2 separate regions of the Oryzias latipes genome follow, and region 2 is linked to region 1. The links are chromatin contacts, called in public Hi-C maps. All regions are on one chromosome and are shown on one strand. The core of a region is the stretch at or near the end of the contact, and the rest is flanking DNA. Distances in the headings are between cores, read along the strand shown. Region 1 holds the start of cln8 (protein CLN8). Region 2 holds the start of LOC111946873 (CD109 antigen-like).

Region 1 (5,369 bases), core at 2,858-5,357:
ATTCGCCACAGGTACATCCTGAAAATATCTGATCCAAACGCGTCACTTTTTTTGTAACCACTCCATTAAAAGAGCCTCGCTGGGACTGACCCCATACATCCTTGAACTTTGGATTGTGAGACCTCTTCATAATTACTGGATCAAATTTAAAAATGTAGTTGTTTAGAAAAAAAAACTATTTTCAGCTCTTATATATCATATGTAGAGTGAGGAACACTATAATGCCAAATATTAATTATTTGTAAAGAAATATATATATAGATATTATATATATATATATGAAAATGTATAATATACAAATCACTGATGCATAATTTATTTCTGCTCCTGCCTCTATATTTGACATTTTTACTTTATATCATAAGCTGGTATGATGGCATGCAAAATCTGATTGTAGATGTGCCGGTTTGTTTTTCCGTTAAAGACTAGGACACTGTCATATGATTCACATTTGTTTCTTCAGTGAGTGTGATTTGTTGCTGAGCTTCCTTTTTTGTATGATTTGAGTTGCAGGTCCTCTCAATTCTTTCTGAGGGGAGCTACTTTAAGATTTTGCCTCTTTAAGTAGTTTGGTCATTGCTTAGTTCCTAATATGTAAATAATTCTGCAATTAAACTTTTTGGAGAAAAAGACTTGGACAAGTTTGTGTGTGTGTGTTATTTTTATTGTTTGTTTTAAATGTGGAAGTGTCAATGATTCCTGCTCTCTGAAGCCTTACAAAAAATACCCAACAAGCCTTTTATGTGTCAACAAAGAAGTCATGTTCTTTTAAGTTCTTTTTATTTACAGGAAAAAAGTGGAGGAAATTGATGAAAAGGGGTTTGAACACTATTACATTTAACATTTTTAACAATTTTTTTTTTGCCTTACTTTGCTCTTATTTTTAAACCATGAAATCCACTGTGTGGGTACATACTGTGTCACTGTAGTACTGTGTTGTACAGTCTGATGGCTGTGGGGAAGAATGACCTGATCGTCCTTCTTGCACTGAGGGTGCAACAGTCTCGTGCTGAAGGAGCTGGTCAGCGCCTCTGCAGTCTGGTGCAGGAGGTGGGAGGGGTTTTACCCATGATGGATGTTAGCTTAGCCAACATCCTCCTGTCCGCCACCTCTTCGATAAACTCCAGTGTGCAGCCCAGGACAGAGCTGGTCTCTTTAACCAGTTTGTTAAGTCTCCTCCTGTCACCCCCTGTACTACCCCCTGCCCAGCACACAACTACAGAAAAGGACTACTGAGGCCACCACAGTGTCATAGAAAGTCCTTAGCAGCTGTCTGCACACACCAAAGAACCTCAGTCTCCTAGGTAGGTAAGGCCCTTCTTATCCCCTGTGCCACCCAATAAGGTCAAGATGACCATTGACGTGTTCTGACTGACAAAGGTGGATAAACATGGAGAGGATTTCATGTAATCCATGGACACCAGTGAAGATCACAAATCATTGAAGAAGAAAGGTTCAGCACACTGTCTTGTGGGATCTAGATGACCTCACTCCCAATGTTAAAGGGCCTAGGATAGCACAAGGGTTAAACGGAGCATCCGTGTTGCCAGACCACAGACGAATTTGTTGTTAAGGTGAACACCCAGGGCCACAATCTCAATGTCTGAGCGCTGGATGTTCACCGGTGAGTGTGATGGAGGGGACCTCCTGAAATCAAGAAGAGGGAAGAGGATGTGAAAGTTGAAACGTAGAAAGTTGAAAAAAGGAAGAGTGATATATGGCTTTAGGGAGGAGTTGAAGTCCAATCATCCGGGAGAAACTCCTTAAACTCTTTCTTGTCTCCTGCAGTGACGGACAGACTGACAGATACAGTTAGATAATAATTTCTGTGGATCGTGATATTTGCAGATGACATTGTGATCTGTAGTAAAAGCGGGGAGTGGGTGAAGAAACATCTAGAGACTTGGAGATTTACTTTGAATAAATTCAATTGAATGCTTATCATCCCCTCCTCTTCACCAGTTTATTAACATCCGGACAGCAGATCACAGCAGAACTCGGAGTGCAGTCAGAGGAGACTGTATCATTCCCTTCAGAAAAAGCGTTTTTGGTCAGAATGCTTTTTCTGTTAGAGCTGCTACTGAGTGGAACTTCACGAAACCTGTTAGTATCAGAAATCAAAACACATATCATTTATTCAAGACACAATTAAAGAAATGGCTCATTGACAATCAGAGCTGTCAACACTGAGTACATTTCCTCTCACTGATCCTCGCTACTGTCATGTCTTTTATGTGCATGTATGTTCTTACATTTTTCTGATTTTGGATTGTTTTATCACTAATTGATTTAAGGTTAACTGCTTATTTTATTGGATGCACTGTTTAATATATATATGTAATGTTATGTGTTATGTGTAATGTTAATGTTATGTGATTTTACTTTGATCTTTTAGGGTGATTTTTAACATCTTCCCAGGGACTGCAGATGAAAAATAGCCCCTTTGGCTAACTCTGGCATATTGACAGAAATGTTTATTAATATGCGCTGTCCCCCCTATTCAAATAAATGAAACTAACAATATCTTCTGCCCTCAGCCAAATGTATTGATTCAGCTTATACGGCGAGCTAAACACAAAGGGCTTCAAAAAACTCCACAGACTTGCTATTCTTGAGCCACTTTTAATTTTGTAAAAAGATCATGGCTTCTCACAGGGTACTGAATACATCAAAGAGCTTTACTTTTCACGCATGCGCACCACTCCCCAACACGCTGCACGTGCCTCTCTTTCCCAAACCAAGCTTCCCACTTTACGTACCGCATGTGGCCACTAGATGGCAGCGTAAGACATAAACTTTTGACTTTACAATGAACTTTTAAATCTTACTATCCCAACTAAGAGAAAATAACAATTAAACCCATTTAACTAATAACAAAAACATAAAACCCTGGGGGGAGACGGACCACAATACATAAATCAAATCTGTAGACTTTTTTTAACTAGAAAGTATTTGAACCTGTCTCTTTCAGCCTTAAAGACAATAACCTTGCCCTTTTTTCTGATTTAGCTGCAGAATATTATACCTGTATCCATTTTTGAACCATTCCTTAAATGTCGTTCAGAAATGTCACTAGAAGACACAACTACAAAAGGTTGTGTCTGCACACCTGTTAAAAATGGACACTCTGTTTTTTTGACGATACACCAAGTGTTCTAATGGAAAGGTTAAGAGTGTAGTTTGCAATGGTTACAAAGCTTAGTTAATTACCCGTGTCTTCACCAGTAAGTGTCTCATTATCATAGAAATCAGTTTTTCCATTCACATGACCATAAACTGTTGTGACATTAAGTGTAGAAGTTGCTGATGAGCAGTTTTCAAAAGGTCTGCTAATTATTCAAAAACTTCCAATGCATCATTAGAACACCATCAACGTGCCAAAAAAGGGAATCTTTTTCAAACATGTGCTCAGTAGAACTGAATTTATGAATTTACAAAAAAACTTTACCAGGTTTCTATTTTTGAACAATTATTGGTCACTTTTGGACTTACATACATTTAAGACTAATTATTACCACGAAAACCACTTAATGTGTGGTTTCTGGAGATTAGTAATTTTAGATAAAAACTACAGCAATTTTGTATATTTTATGATCCAAAGATAAACTTTAAAAAAACCTACATTCTGTGAGTATATCAATTCCAATTTAATTGTACTATATTTTAATACACTTAAATTAAATTTTACAGACATTTTTTTTAATTACACAATATTTTTGGTAGTTAAAATAAATATTAACATACAATTCTCACTGAAGTTTTACAGCTGTGTTTAATAAATAAATTGGTAATTCCCTCTGTTTCATTTATTCAAATTATGTAGTTCTCACATAACCATGAACACATTGTTTACATAAACCTGATGTGAAAACCTAAGAGATGAAGTATGGGTGAGGGTATAACCATGAAATAATAAATTATTAAACTATAAAAAATGAAAAGTAAATATATCTTAACATCTCTAGTTTGTACAACGTACTTTAAAATATAAAAAGTAATTCACCTGAACGTTTAGGCCAACCAATAGGATTCACGGTCTACACGGTGCTGACCAATAGGCTGTCTTTTTTTCAGTAAAATAAGGCGTAATTTCCGGTTCCGCTGTCGTGTGACTGAATTCTTATCTCGTGATGCGAAACTTCCTGTTTCAGCAAGATGCCGTCGGTGGGAATGTTTAGTTCCAGAATCTGTGCAAAGATGTTCTGTAAACTATGTCTGCGGTAAGTCAGGCTCCTATCCATCAATTTATATTTTGCTAACGTGTCTCGGCCGCCGGATGTTTACGTTCTTACTGTAGAAAAAGGAGGTAGACTCACGTGTGAGGAAGACTGGATAAATAAATTAACCAAAACCAGTTGTCGCTTCACATGTCCTTTAATGAACATGAATTATTTTTTCATCTTATTATGTTGGTCCTTCTTTCTTTTTTGGGGGGGAAACAATTAGACAATAGCTTTGTTTTGCCTTGTATTTTCGTTTGTCTGACTCAGTTAACACTAGTGTATAATGCCAGTTGCCAGTTCTTAACAGTACTTTTCATTTTTTTTGCAGATGACTCACTCATCATGCATCTAGCTAAAACTCCAAATTTAAGGTGACTTTTTTTGGGAAAGTTTCCTTGCTCAGAAAGGATGGATACTCAATCTGTGCCTCACCTCAGCCCAGAGTACTTTTCCTGGGACTACCGCCTTCAGCTCATCGCTCTAGGATTTGGTTTCTACACATCAGTATTCCTCCTCTCTCACCTCCTGTCTCTACTCCTGAGCCAAACCTACAACTCCCTGCTCTCCAAGGAGAAAGTTTTTTGGAACCTGGCTGCAACCCGGGCGGCTTTCGGCATCCAGAGCTCTGTAGCGGGACTTCGAGCTCTGACTGAGGACTCCGATTTGAGCCGAGACAAAGTCAGGGGCCAGGAGGACTGGTCGTGGTTTCACCTCCTCACAGCCACAGGCTTTTTTTTCTTTGAGAATGTGGCGCTTCATACATCCAGTGTGGTATTTGGCTCATTCGACATACCACTGGCGACACACCACTTCTTTGCCCTGGCAGGGTTTGCTGGGGCCGTAGTGTGGGATTCCCAGGGCCACTTTCTGGCTATGGTCACACTCTTGCTGGAGATGAGTACACCTTTTACCTGTATTTCCTGGATGTTACTGAAGGTAAGCGGCTTAAATCATCTTTTTCTTTTTTTGTTTTTAGGTCACTTTAGGTCTGAACAAGTTTTGGTTCCTCTTAGTTCTTAAAAACAGGAAGCTTGTTTTGAAAGCCACAAACTCTTTTAGAACACAATATTATTAGAGTTGCCCAAAAATGTGTCTTTGCTCTTTCTGACAGGCTGGATGGGCACGCACCTTATTCTGGAGAGCCAA
Region 2 (5,291 bases), core at 430-2,929, 240 kb before region 1:
CTCACCTTACCTCAAATCATTTTATATTAAAGTAAACCCCAAACTTTGTTTAAAAAAAGATCAATGTATCTCTACATTATTTCACACAAATCTTTATTGAAAATGATATAAAAAAATAATAATAGCTTTTTTTCTCTAAAGTAATCATTTGTTTTCTGCTTTCACCTAAATAAAAGTAATATGTAAAAAAAAAACATAAATTATTTATTATGTGCCACCATCTTCTTATGTCGCTCAGTTTTGTTCAACCCCATACAAACCCATCAAACCTCCCTTTTTTATTATTTTATTTTTATTTAGTCCAACTTCTTAAGGAGCTGACATCACTAAATGTTTTTCCCACTCACACTATCCTTTATTTTCAGATTGACACAGTCAAGCTCAACCTTTCAACTCTGTTACATGCAAAAACTATATTTACTGTTGTTCAGGGAAAATAATTATGTCTTAGAATATGGATTACTTGTTTTCCTCATTCCACATGATGCTCCATATTGTAGTTAGTGTAGATTTAGTTAAAATCTATAACCCCATAACAAAAAGAAAACACTGTTGCTACAGGGCTCAAAGTTGAACTTAGACTAAAATAATTTAGAATCAAATGAAATATACTAATAAAGGGTTGTATTACACAAGGGACAGGTGATTACCAAGAAACTGGAAGACATAAGTTTTATTATAATCATACAGAAGTCAGATTGTCCCATCAGGGGCTGAATTTAAAACAAAGATAGTCACAAATTAATTTCTAATCATTGTTGGGATGCCTAACATATTTTTTGAGAGACTTATCTGGTCCCTCGTCTGATCCAATGTTCACTTTTTTATTGTGGTAAATTTTTTGGGAACGGGATACTCAAAATGCACCAAATTCAGAGAATGTGACTCACCTGCAGAGAAATGTTCAGTTTCCCTCTGTAGGGACGGTTATCCAGCTGGATAAACACAACTCTGATTTTGATGGTGCTGCCCGGTCTGTAAGACGATCTGTCCGTTTGAATGAAGGAAGAGACATTCCTGTGGCTGAAGGTGATGTCGGTCGTGTTGGCAAAGATGATCCGGTTGTCCTTGTAGCCCCAAACGTTCAACTTCAAGAGGGAGTTGTCTGGTATGGAGCCAGGAAGCTGGAATGAAGATAAGAAACATATTAAATGTAAAGAATTTTTTCCTTATTGTATTTACTTACTGAAAAATGAGAGACTTTGACTCACAGGAGGAAGAAAAACAACACTGGTTGAACCTTAAAAACAAAAATATGTTTTAGTTTGTTTTGACCGCCACAAGAAAATCAAATCTGAGTATAATTGAAGTGTCACCTCCTTGGAAGTTCTGTGTCAGAGCTACTTTGGTGTTGCCATGCACCAACTCAGCTGTCACGCTCGCAGAAAAGTCAGAGAAGAGGGTGACAGCCAGTGGAGTGGGTGCACCGGCATGCAGCATCTCTGGAGCTGAGATCAGAAACGTTGTTGTACTAGAACAGCAGGGAAAGAGGACTTTTAAAGATCAGTCCTGCCATGACTGAGGGCGTGGAGGCAAAAAAAAAACGACATCTACCTTCACATAAACAACAGGACTTACTTGGATGAGCTCAAACCCGAAGCAGAGAAAATCAAAATGAGGATCCAGACCTGCTTCATGTTGTCCAGCGACCTCCTCGGTTACACGTTTGCTTTCAAATCACCTGACACATTTCTGCTTCATGTTAATAAAGCAACAAATGACAACTCCACCCCCTGCTTTTGTGCCAATAAACCCAAAACACATTGTTATTCCGTTCCTTTGGAATTTTTCCTCATATTCTTTACATCTTTGCCTTGAGGGGGATGAGTCTCAACTGTCACTCTGACAATTCCTGCTCCTGTCCAGCCGTTCTCATTCATTCATAGTGAAAGCTAAAAAGACTTTTTACCCCATGATGGTGACTCAGTTTATGAAATTGGGGACAAAGTAATCACAGGGAGATGCAATTTTGCTGCTTTACAGATCAGTCATGTTCTAAAGAATCTTTTCTTTTCAACATTTTATGAACCTTATGTCCCAAAATGGATATTAAAACGTGACAAGGAGTCTCCAAATTTAATTTAATTAAACCTTAGGAAAAGGAAATGCTTTCACCTTTTATGCCAGTCATCCCTAAAGTTCAAAATATATTAAAAATTTTATTTCTTTAAAAGATAATAAAGCAAGTTAAAGAGAAAATAAAGGATCTTTGAAACCCTGAGATCAGGGGTCTGCAGCTTTCAACACTTAAAGATCCACTAGGGTCAGTTTCTCACTGACCACAACCATTAGGAGCCGCAAAATCTGACTTTACTCTAGAAAAATAATTTGTATGTATGTTACTAATATGATAAATATAACAAACAGGTTTTATGCAGTTTTTTGGCTTACATAAACACATACATAAAGAGAAAATAGCTTTTTTTCCCTCCCAAATACAAAAAAGTTTATAACTTTTGACAGAAGTTCAGTAATTCAGTAATGGGTAGTAAAATGTCAGCAGTGATTGTAGTGAATCTGGGCAAGAAATTTGTAAATTTCATTAAAATTAAGTCAGAGCTAATTACGGCATTTTTCGCACCATAAGGTGGACTTAAAATCTTTAAATGTGTTAAAAATAGAATTTTGTGTGCCTTTATTCTGGCTTTTGTGTACTGCCCTCCAATTGATGTCTGTGGTACAAAAATCTGTCAAAAAGCCTTAGTACGACTTGTGATATGTATGTCCTTCTGTTTTTGAATGACTGGAATGAAGTTTGAGGTATTTTATTTTACTTTAGTTAAATTTTACAATTCAAAACGTTTTATTTTTCTTTATCTAGAGAGCCACAGGTTGCAGAGCCCTGCACTAGGTGGTGTCAAAAAAAAGTGCCTGCACATCCTCTTTTTGACCATTAGAGGGCAGTAAAAGACATGACTTAGAACACAGTTGGTAATTCCTCGACTTAAATTAAAAACCAGTGACCAGACGTTCACGTCCTTTCATTTCCCCAAATGTACACTCAACACTGACAGGAATATTTTTAACTCTTTATTGCTTTTGCATTTTTTTAACACTAGATACATACATTTCACAATCAAAGGCACGTTTTTTCCAGTTTGACGTGTACAGCTTTGGCAACAGACCTGCCTTCAAAGTTGTCAAAGCAGTTCCAGGTGTGTGTGAGAGTGTGGATGCATGAGAAACTTCAGGTGATGTGGAAATGAATAGGGCATGCTTGTATGGGCCTGCATTCGCTTTTGCTTTATTATTTTTTGCAAAGCACAACCAAGGACACACGCAGATAGAACACTGAGGCACTTTTGACAGTGTAAAAGGGAAGAAAAATCGAATCTTTTGGACTTTCTCATACTAATTCTTGCTTTTTTAAAGCTTGAAACAAAGAACTGATGCAATCACAGCACAAAGCAGAAGTGCTCGTCTACAGAGTGGGTAAAAAAACTGGAAAGGAAAACATACAAAAGCTAAAAGACAAATATTTTGGCAGCTTAAACCATGTAAAGCTAAAGCTTTTATGCACTACAGTACTTTCTAAGCGTTGAGTACCAGTGTAGACACATGTACAGCAACTAAACATTTTCTTTTATCAAAAGGGGTCAGAAAGTTTGAAAGTTCATTTTTTTTCTAATCATAAGAATTTATGAATTTTACTTCAGCTTAATAAGATACTTTTTTTTAGATGATGTTGTTTTGGTCTTTATGGGATTTAGAAGTTCTTGCCCTCTTGCCGTTGAGCTAAACGCAAACTTTTATTTGTTTCCAAAGGTGATCTGCATCGAAAAAATAATAGAATTTCTATATCCAAGAGAAGGTAGCATTAGAGGTACCATTGCTTTAAATACTTGTATCTTCCTAACTTTGCTAGTCACATCTCAAAGTGGCGGTACATGCTCTCCACGTAGCTCAGTACCCTCTGCCAGTCCGGTCCACCTGCTCGCAGCATCTCCTCTATTGTCTGTCAAATAGAGACTTCGGTCAAACTTGTGAAGAAACTCACTTTTTGTGTTGGACACCTGTGATTCTTACCAGAGTTTGTGTAATCCCCACACCCTCTCCGGTCTTGAATGCCAGGCTGAGATTCTCTTTCTGCAAACAAAAGGCTAGTGAGGCGAGGTTTTTTTTTTTTTTTTTGTCTGCATCACAGGCTGCATGCAGTGCGTCTACCTTGTTCTCTGGAGAGAGGGTGCTGAAGGGGATGTGAGAGGGGACGTAGGTGTGGTAGACGGCACAGAAGGCCAGGCCGTCTGCCCAGCTGCTGCTGAAATTAGTGATGTCAATGTTCTGCAGGAGGAGGACATGCTGTTGCATTAGAGAGCTGCTCCAAACTGCATTCCAAAAAATGTGTGTACGTATTTGACATGAAAGGATCGGTCACCTTGTAGCCCTGGGTTCGGTTCTGACACCAGCGGAGCAGAGAGTTTCTCTTTGAGCCTCCGTGACGACGCAGCAGGACACTCAGACCATCCTGGGATCTAACAGCAAGACAATTACTAATGGGGTATAAAATCCTTTTTTCTATGGATTGGACAGAACCCTGACTGTTATAACGGGAGAGTGTGCGTGTGAGAACTCACTTTGTGTGCGGCAGCTCAGTGAGAGCCGAGTTATGCTTATTCAGGGACTCCTCACGCTTTCCTGCAATGTGAAGCAACAGTTAGAGATGCCATTCATAGTTTATTTCTATTATCTGTAGATCTGTATTTCTTTATAAAGTCAAAGAAGCTCATTTAAAACACTCGTTTCTTTTGTCAACATTTAAAAAACATTGATTTTTGTAAAATAACATTTAGTAAGATCCATCTGATAGTTAGCAACGGTACAACATTCTTTATCATTTTTTATTCTACTCAGTTTCCAAAAATTAAAATTGAGAAAAAAACAGAATCAAAACAATCAAATTGAGGAAATATAAATAATACTAATCTGCAGTGAACCACTAAATCCACGACTCCACCAAATTTAGCATCACCTTGAAAGGAAAACAATTTGTAGAATAGTCTTACTATATACGATTATAATTCAAAATAAAGTCAGAATGATCATAAACATGAAACAAGTGTCTAAAATGAACAAATAAAAACATTTTTCACAATATGACGATAATGTGATGCTTGTTAAAAACAGAGAATTTAATGCTGACATAGATAAAAGCCAATATATTCCTCTTTTCATGTCTCATCTATTCAAGAGTTTTTCTTATATCTCATACCTATTTTCATTTATGTACTCTGTACTATATACAAAATATTCATTTGGTGTTTTCAATGCTGGTCTTATCTGAAAATTTCTAA

Evidence for each region. Hi-C and Micro-C count contacts between places; a contact is called where the count stands out from the background.
Region 2: a Hi-C map of embryo shows a contact between it and region 1, with 2.8 times the contacts expected there. The contact joins the promoter of LOC111946873 here to the promoter of cln8 in region 1. A contact is called at or near these places in 4 of 5 Hi-C or Micro-C datasets (embryo, fibroblasts and gastrula embryo).

What each region holds. Positions count from the first base shown.
Region 1 is chr22:15,549,144-15,554,512 of ASM223467v1, reverse strand. cln8 (protein CLN8) reads left to right here and starts at 4,107. Exons shown (of 3, transcript XM_004082374.3): 1 at 4,107-4,220; 2 at 4,552-5,159; 3 at 5,335-5,369. The coding sequence starts at 4,632.
Region 2 is chr22:15,786,818-15,792,108 of ASM223467v1, reverse strand. It overlaps LOC111946873 (CD109 antigen-like), which reads right to left and starts at 1,679. Exons shown (of 14, transcript XM_023951976.1): 1 at 1,579-1,679; 2 at 1,317-1,471; 3 at 1,212-1,240; 4 at 891-1,124. The coding sequence starts at 1,637. LOC101158152 (cytospin-A) reads right to left here. Exons shown (of 12, transcript XM_023951883.1): 8 at 4,575-4,635; 9 at 4,376-4,490; 10 at 4,165-4,281; 11 at 4,027-4,086; 12 at 3,018-3,955. The coding sequence ends at 3,866.